Linked DNA regions of Anser cygnoides: region 2 is linked to region 1. A link is a contact called in public Hi-C data. All regions are on one chromosome and are shown on one strand. Each heading gives the region's core, a stretch centred on a gene start, on an enhancer-like site or on the middle of the called end of the contact. The rest is flanking DNA. Distances are from core to core; before and after follow the strand shown.

The links. A called contact is a pair of places that touch in the nucleus more often than the background predicts.
Region 2: a contact with region 1 is called in a Hi-C map of liver, with 2.3 times the contacts expected there. The contact joins the promoter of LOC125182346 here to the enhancer-like site in region 1. A contact is called at or near these places in 2 of 7 Hi-C or Micro-C datasets (both in liver).

The regions. Positions count from the first base shown.
Region 1 is chr15:12,304,769-12,307,468 of Taihu_goose_T2T_genome, forward strand. DNAAF8 (dynein axonemal assembly factor 8) reads left to right here. Exons shown (of 33, transcript XR_010825194.1): 30 at 667-736. Among named protein-coding and RNA genes, the nearest start is that of SBK1, 26 kb to the right of the region's middle. Within about 2 kb of position 1,388, at least 2 of the 3 cell types and tissues checked have open chromatin away from gene starts, as enhancers often do. A contact at or near this core is called in liver, where this site is marked.
Region 2 is chr15:12,393,604-12,396,303 of Taihu_goose_T2T_genome, forward strand. It overlaps LOC125182346 (nucleoside diphosphate kinase, mitochondrial), which reads left to right and starts at 1,320. Exons shown (of 5, transcript XM_048060142.2): 1 at 1,320-1,478; 2 at 2,227-2,357; 3 at 2,459-2,560; 4 at 2,632-2,700. The coding sequence starts at 1,385.

The sequences.
Region 1 (2,700 bases), core at 138-2,637:
AGCTCATCTCTGGAGGCTTTGGAGGGAAAGGAGGTGTAGAAATCAAAAGATGAACGCACGAGATGTAAAATCCTGGAGCTGTTGAAAACCACTGAAGGGAAAACTGTTGCCAAGCACAATACCTGGATATGGCAGTAGCGAGTGGTTCCAGAAGCTGAAGACTCTGCCTGTGCATGGAGTTAGTTAAAAAGGCAATTTTGAAATTTGTATCTTGCCTTTAAATCTCTCTTGCCTGTGTCTTGTGGTCAACTCATGTGGCTTGAGGGAGACCAAGCAAAACAAGGTCTAGTGAAGCAGACCTGTTGTCAAAGGCAGGTTAGAAAGTCCTAGGTTTTTGGAAAAACACAGAGATTATATTAGTTGAGAAAAACGCCGTTGCAGAGACCTTAAATATCTAGATGTATGTGCATTTCCCACTGCCCTAGAGACCCCATTATGCAACAGGTCATTACTGTTTGTTTGGAGGCTTATATTTTAAGAATCCAAATCCATTTATACAAAGCTTTGTAAAACCCAGGATTTGTCTGTGTAAAGAAGTTCAGTAACAGATGCACATGGCCAGAGCTGCTGGCACTAAGCATAGCTCTCCTTAAAGCTAGGTCATCAGCAGTCTCCGACAGCTTAGATGGCGAAGTAACACTGGTTTCTCTTTTTCTTTACCCCCAGTGTCTGTTGGCAGAAGCAGTCGCTACTGGACACTGCACAGCATCTCCTTTATCCCCAAAATGAGAAACAGGCAAGTAGTTTATAATAGAAATATATGTTCTTTTGTGCTCCTGTGGTGAATGAAACTTGTCCAAATCGACTGAATTTTAAAAGAAGATGTCAACTTGTGTGAGACATAAATGTTGCTTCATGACAGCCCCAAGCCTTGGCTTGTACTGAGAGCTCAGTGCATGATGGCAGGTAGGACCAAAAGCCTGTCAAACTGTCTTCCACATTACACCAGTAGCACTACTTTGAATCAAAATATTTGGAGATTTTGATAAAGATTCAATATTTTCTGTAGATGCCAGTTACTTTTTTTATGAAGAATCAACACTTAGTAAGGTATCTGTGATATTTCATCAAAAATAAGACAGAAAATGTTCCTTCAGCCCTACTGCCAAGCTGTCACGTGTCCTGTGTTCTAGAAGTCATGTTTCAGAAGCCCAAATCCAAATGGAAAATGAGAAACTAAACCATTAGCCATTCCACGGATGGGCTGGCTGAGTCTTCTCTCAGTAGTTCCCCCCGAGAAAGGAAGCACTAAGTTCCCAGTTTTTAAAGACATTTGAGCACTTAATGGAAATAAACCAAACAAATATCTTTAAAATTCTGTCTGTAATCATCAAAGGTTAGTATGAAACAAATACAGAAGGCAGTACCTGAAGAGTTAGGACTAGGAGGTAGAAAAAGAATTTGGGAGAATGAGAAAGGGTAGCAAGTAGGCAAGCCTCTCCTGTGGATCCCTTTTGGTCTCATCTAAGAGAGTTAGATGTGTTTGTAACTTCCTATAATGTTGCAGAGCTGCTGCCTTCAGTACCAGTGCTCCAAGGATTGAACCTTAAAAGACACAGAACCCTCTTTGAAGTCTGCGTTCCTGCCTGTAACACAAGCAAGACTACCCCAAACTTCCCAAAAGTCTCACAGCTGCTGTTTTCAGCAGCTTTCTCTAAGGCGCAGCGAGCTTCTCCCTTGGTTTAGCTGGGATTGTATGTGCTGCAGTGCCTGGAAGGTCTGCCTGCACAACTCTGCGATAGCTGCAAGGCTGTCATAGCACAGCGCGTACTGCTGCCAGGGTGCCCGTCTGTTGCCAAGTAATGTGACAGGGCAGCCAGTCCAGGCTGGCTTCTGATTTGCTTTGAAAAGGACATTGCATATCTCTGGCTGACACAAAATCCTTTCTGCTTCACGGCCATGGAGAATCAGCCTATCAGAACGAGGTTTATAGTACTTTCTGTGATAGATAAGATAAAAAGCAAATACGCTCAGCCCTTTTCCCTGCTTTTAGCAGTCTGGGCCGCTGAATCAAATCCCTCTGGCATTGCTGGAAGCAGGGGCTATTCACAGCAGTTCAGAGCTTAGACCACATGTCTAGCCATGGGACAGTGGTGGCTGCAGCACTTCCCAGAGTGGGTTGCAAGAAGCACAGCAGCAAGTGGTGTTTATTTTCAAAGGGGCCTTTTGCTCCATAGTTCAGGGTGGGTTTAGAAATCACAGAGCAAGATCTGAGGAGCAAGCTCACTGGGGAGTGATTGTAACTCAAAGGATGTCCCTAGAAACCATGTTTGATCCTCTGATCTCGTGCTAATGAGTTTATGAAATGTCAGCTAGGCTTTCCAGGTCAAAGCTAATGAGCATCAACATGATATCAGGCAAAGTTCAAGAGGGTTAAGTGAACGTGGATTTCAAATCCTTACGGTTTGAGCATAGCTGTATTGTTCACTGGTGGAGTCAAGCCATGGAAGTGAAAAGGAATTTCATACTTGCTCCCTGTGTGATTTGGGACTAGGCAATGGGATGAGAATTCAGATTTCCAAATGCGGACTGTTTCAGTGCTGAAATCTGTGTCTGGGCTAGTTGTCTTGCCTCCTCCTGTAGCTGCTGAGAGAAGCAAGCATTTTTATAGCGCGTTTCATCTGCCCTAGTTGAAACATTGACCTTAGGAACAGATGAATTCACGCTTTGGAAGTGCCTTATCCTCATGCAGTGTCCCTG
Region 2 (2,700 bases), core at 70-2,569, 89 kb after region 1:
ATGCACACGTTCGCTGTTGGGAGATGATGTTTGGATAACCTGTGTACAGTTAGAGACGTGTGTCCAGGCTGCCTGCACTGGGACTGGTTTGTTTGTGGGCTTTGTACCCGGCAGTGAGCGGTTGGAAAGATGCAGGTGAACCAGAGTCCCACCCCCTTGGGGCTGTGTGCCCCCAGGCCCTGTACCTGGGGCCTGTGAACTGTCTGTGGAGGTCCTCAGGGGGGTGTGAAGAGCAGCCCGGTGAGGTTAACGTGGGGACTGCAGTCCTGCTACAGTACCAGAGAGGTCTCTTGCATCCTCTCACTGCTACTGAAAGCCCTCTTGTGGAGAAATGGGGGGGAGGGCACGGATGCGGATTCTGTCTGTCCTGCTGGAGCTGTCTGGGTTCAGGTGTTCCTGCAGTCCCTGTAGGTCCCTGCTGCAAGCTGGGGCTGGGGCGGGAAGGGGCAGCCGGGGCTTCGCTCCCAGCACGGTGCTCTGGGCTGGTGATTCTTTCTTGCAAAACCTTTGGTTGATCGTGGCTGTTTGCTGACAGAGGGTGAAAGTGCGTGTTTTTCCCTGGCTGGGCAACTGATCAAGGGCAGCAGCTGGAAGGGGGCCAAAGCCCAGGTTGGAACCTGCGAGCCGCTGCACTAAAAACTGATTCTCCTTTGCTGGTCACCTTCAGTGCTTAGTCTAACTTCCACCCAGGTCCATAGACAAAGGCAAAAATGCCCCCTGCCTTGCCTCTAGCAGTGCCCTGGGGTTGAAGTTCCTGGGCTCTTCCCCAGCGTGGGGGCAGTGGGCGGTGGATCCCCTGTCCCCCCGCTCCACTACAGCTGGCCCTGGCTCACCCAGGTGCTGAGGAGCTGCTGCTGTCCCCGTGTGTCCCAAAGGCAGCGGGCCGTGGGGTTGGCAGCCGGGTGCGATGCCTCATTGCCCCCCTTCCCCAGGGTGAGGAGCAGGAGGACACCAACGCACTGGGCTACGTGGGGTGGCAGGGGAGCACCTGGCCCTGGGTGTTGGGCACTCACTGAGTAAATATCCCAGTAAATGTCTGCGTGTATCTGCGTTAACCTTACCCAAAGCACCTCCTTCCTCTGTACCATCACCCTCTGTGCCAGGTAGGTGCCGGGGAGCAGGCTTCCCCCCCCCAAAACCCCTCTTTGCAGGGCTGGCAGCAGCTTCTGGTCAGCGAAGGTGCTGTTGGGCGAGCGCTGGCCATCGCCCTGTTTGCCTGGGGGGAGGCCCTGCCCCATCCCGTGGCAGCTTTGCTGAGCCCGGGCCGGGCCCCCCCCTGCGGCCTCTTTAAGGGGAGGGCCGGGAGGGCCGAGCCGGCCCCGGCCGGGCGTTTAAAGCCTCCACCCGGGCGGCCGAGGCCGACTCCGAGCCGCCCGCCCCGGCCATGGGCTCCCTGGGGCGCTGCCTGGCCCGGGGCCTGCTGCGGCGGCAGCCCGGCCTCGGCCGCCCCCTCGGGCCGCCCCGCCGCTACGGCTCCGGTGAGACCCGGCCCCGGCCTGCCCCAGGGCCCCCAGCCCCGGCCTTCCCTCCGTCCCTTCCCCACCCTGCCCCGGGGACCCTGTCCCCATCCCCGGCCCCGCTGCCCGTCCCCTCCCGGTGCCCCCGGGTCGGTGCTGGGGGCTCCTGACCCCGACCCCCGGACGCTGAGGCCGGGGCCGGCGGCGGCTCCCCCGGTGCCACCCCGGGGTTCGGTGTCCCCAGGGCCAGGTCGGGGCTGTCCTGCTCTGCCCTGGGGGGACAGGCACGGAGCGTCCCCCCCTAACCCCGGGGCTGGCGCTGGAACGCCCTTGCTTGGATTCGCATCCCCTTTCCTGGCTCCTGCCTCGCTGCGCCGGGATGCTCGGTGCCCCTGGGGACTTGTGCCCTCCTCGCTCTGCTCCTGCCTGCGCCTTCCCCTGCTGCGTGGCTCCGGCAGGGGCTGCGGGTGGCAGTGACAGCCGGGCCAGGCCCTGCCACCAGCCGAAACCAGGGCGAGCCCGTCCCACGCTGGGATCAAGCGCTGCCGGACGCGTCCCCTGCGCTCCTCACGGCATCGCTGCGCCTCCCTTGGGCCCGCGGCCGCATCCAGCCAGCGGGGGCCCAGGCACTGCTGGTGGGGGGGACATCGCAGAGCCCACGGTGACAGGGATGGGAAAGGGGATGGTGCTGGGGACGGAGACGCGGACGGGGCTGGGTTTGCAGGAGCAGCCGGGTGGCCGTGGTTCAGTGTCCCCGCGCCCCCCGTAGCCCCCCCGGAGCTGCGGGAGCAGACGCTGGTGCTGGTGAAGCCGGACGCGGTGCAGCGGCGGCTGGTGGGCGACGTCATCCGGCGCTTCGAGCGGCGCGGGTTCAAGCTGGTGGCCATGAAGCTGCTCCAGGTACCCGTCCCTACGCTGCAGCCCCCCGGGGGACCCCGCGCCACGGGGATGAACGCGGGCACCCACCGGGTGTCCCCGCCGTCACCCCGCGGTGCCATCAGGCGGACCGGGGCCTCCTGGACAAGCACTACCAGCAGCTGCGGCAGAAGCCCTTCTACCCCGCGCTCCTCTCCTACATGACCTCGGGGCCGCTGGTGGCCATGGTGAGGAGCCAGCCCTCCCCCCCCCCCGGCCTCTCCGGGGCTGTGGTGCTCAGGCGTCCCCTGTCCCGCAGGTGTGGGAGGGCTACAACGTGGTCCGGTCCTCGCGGGCCATGGTGGGGGACACCAACTCAGCACAGGCG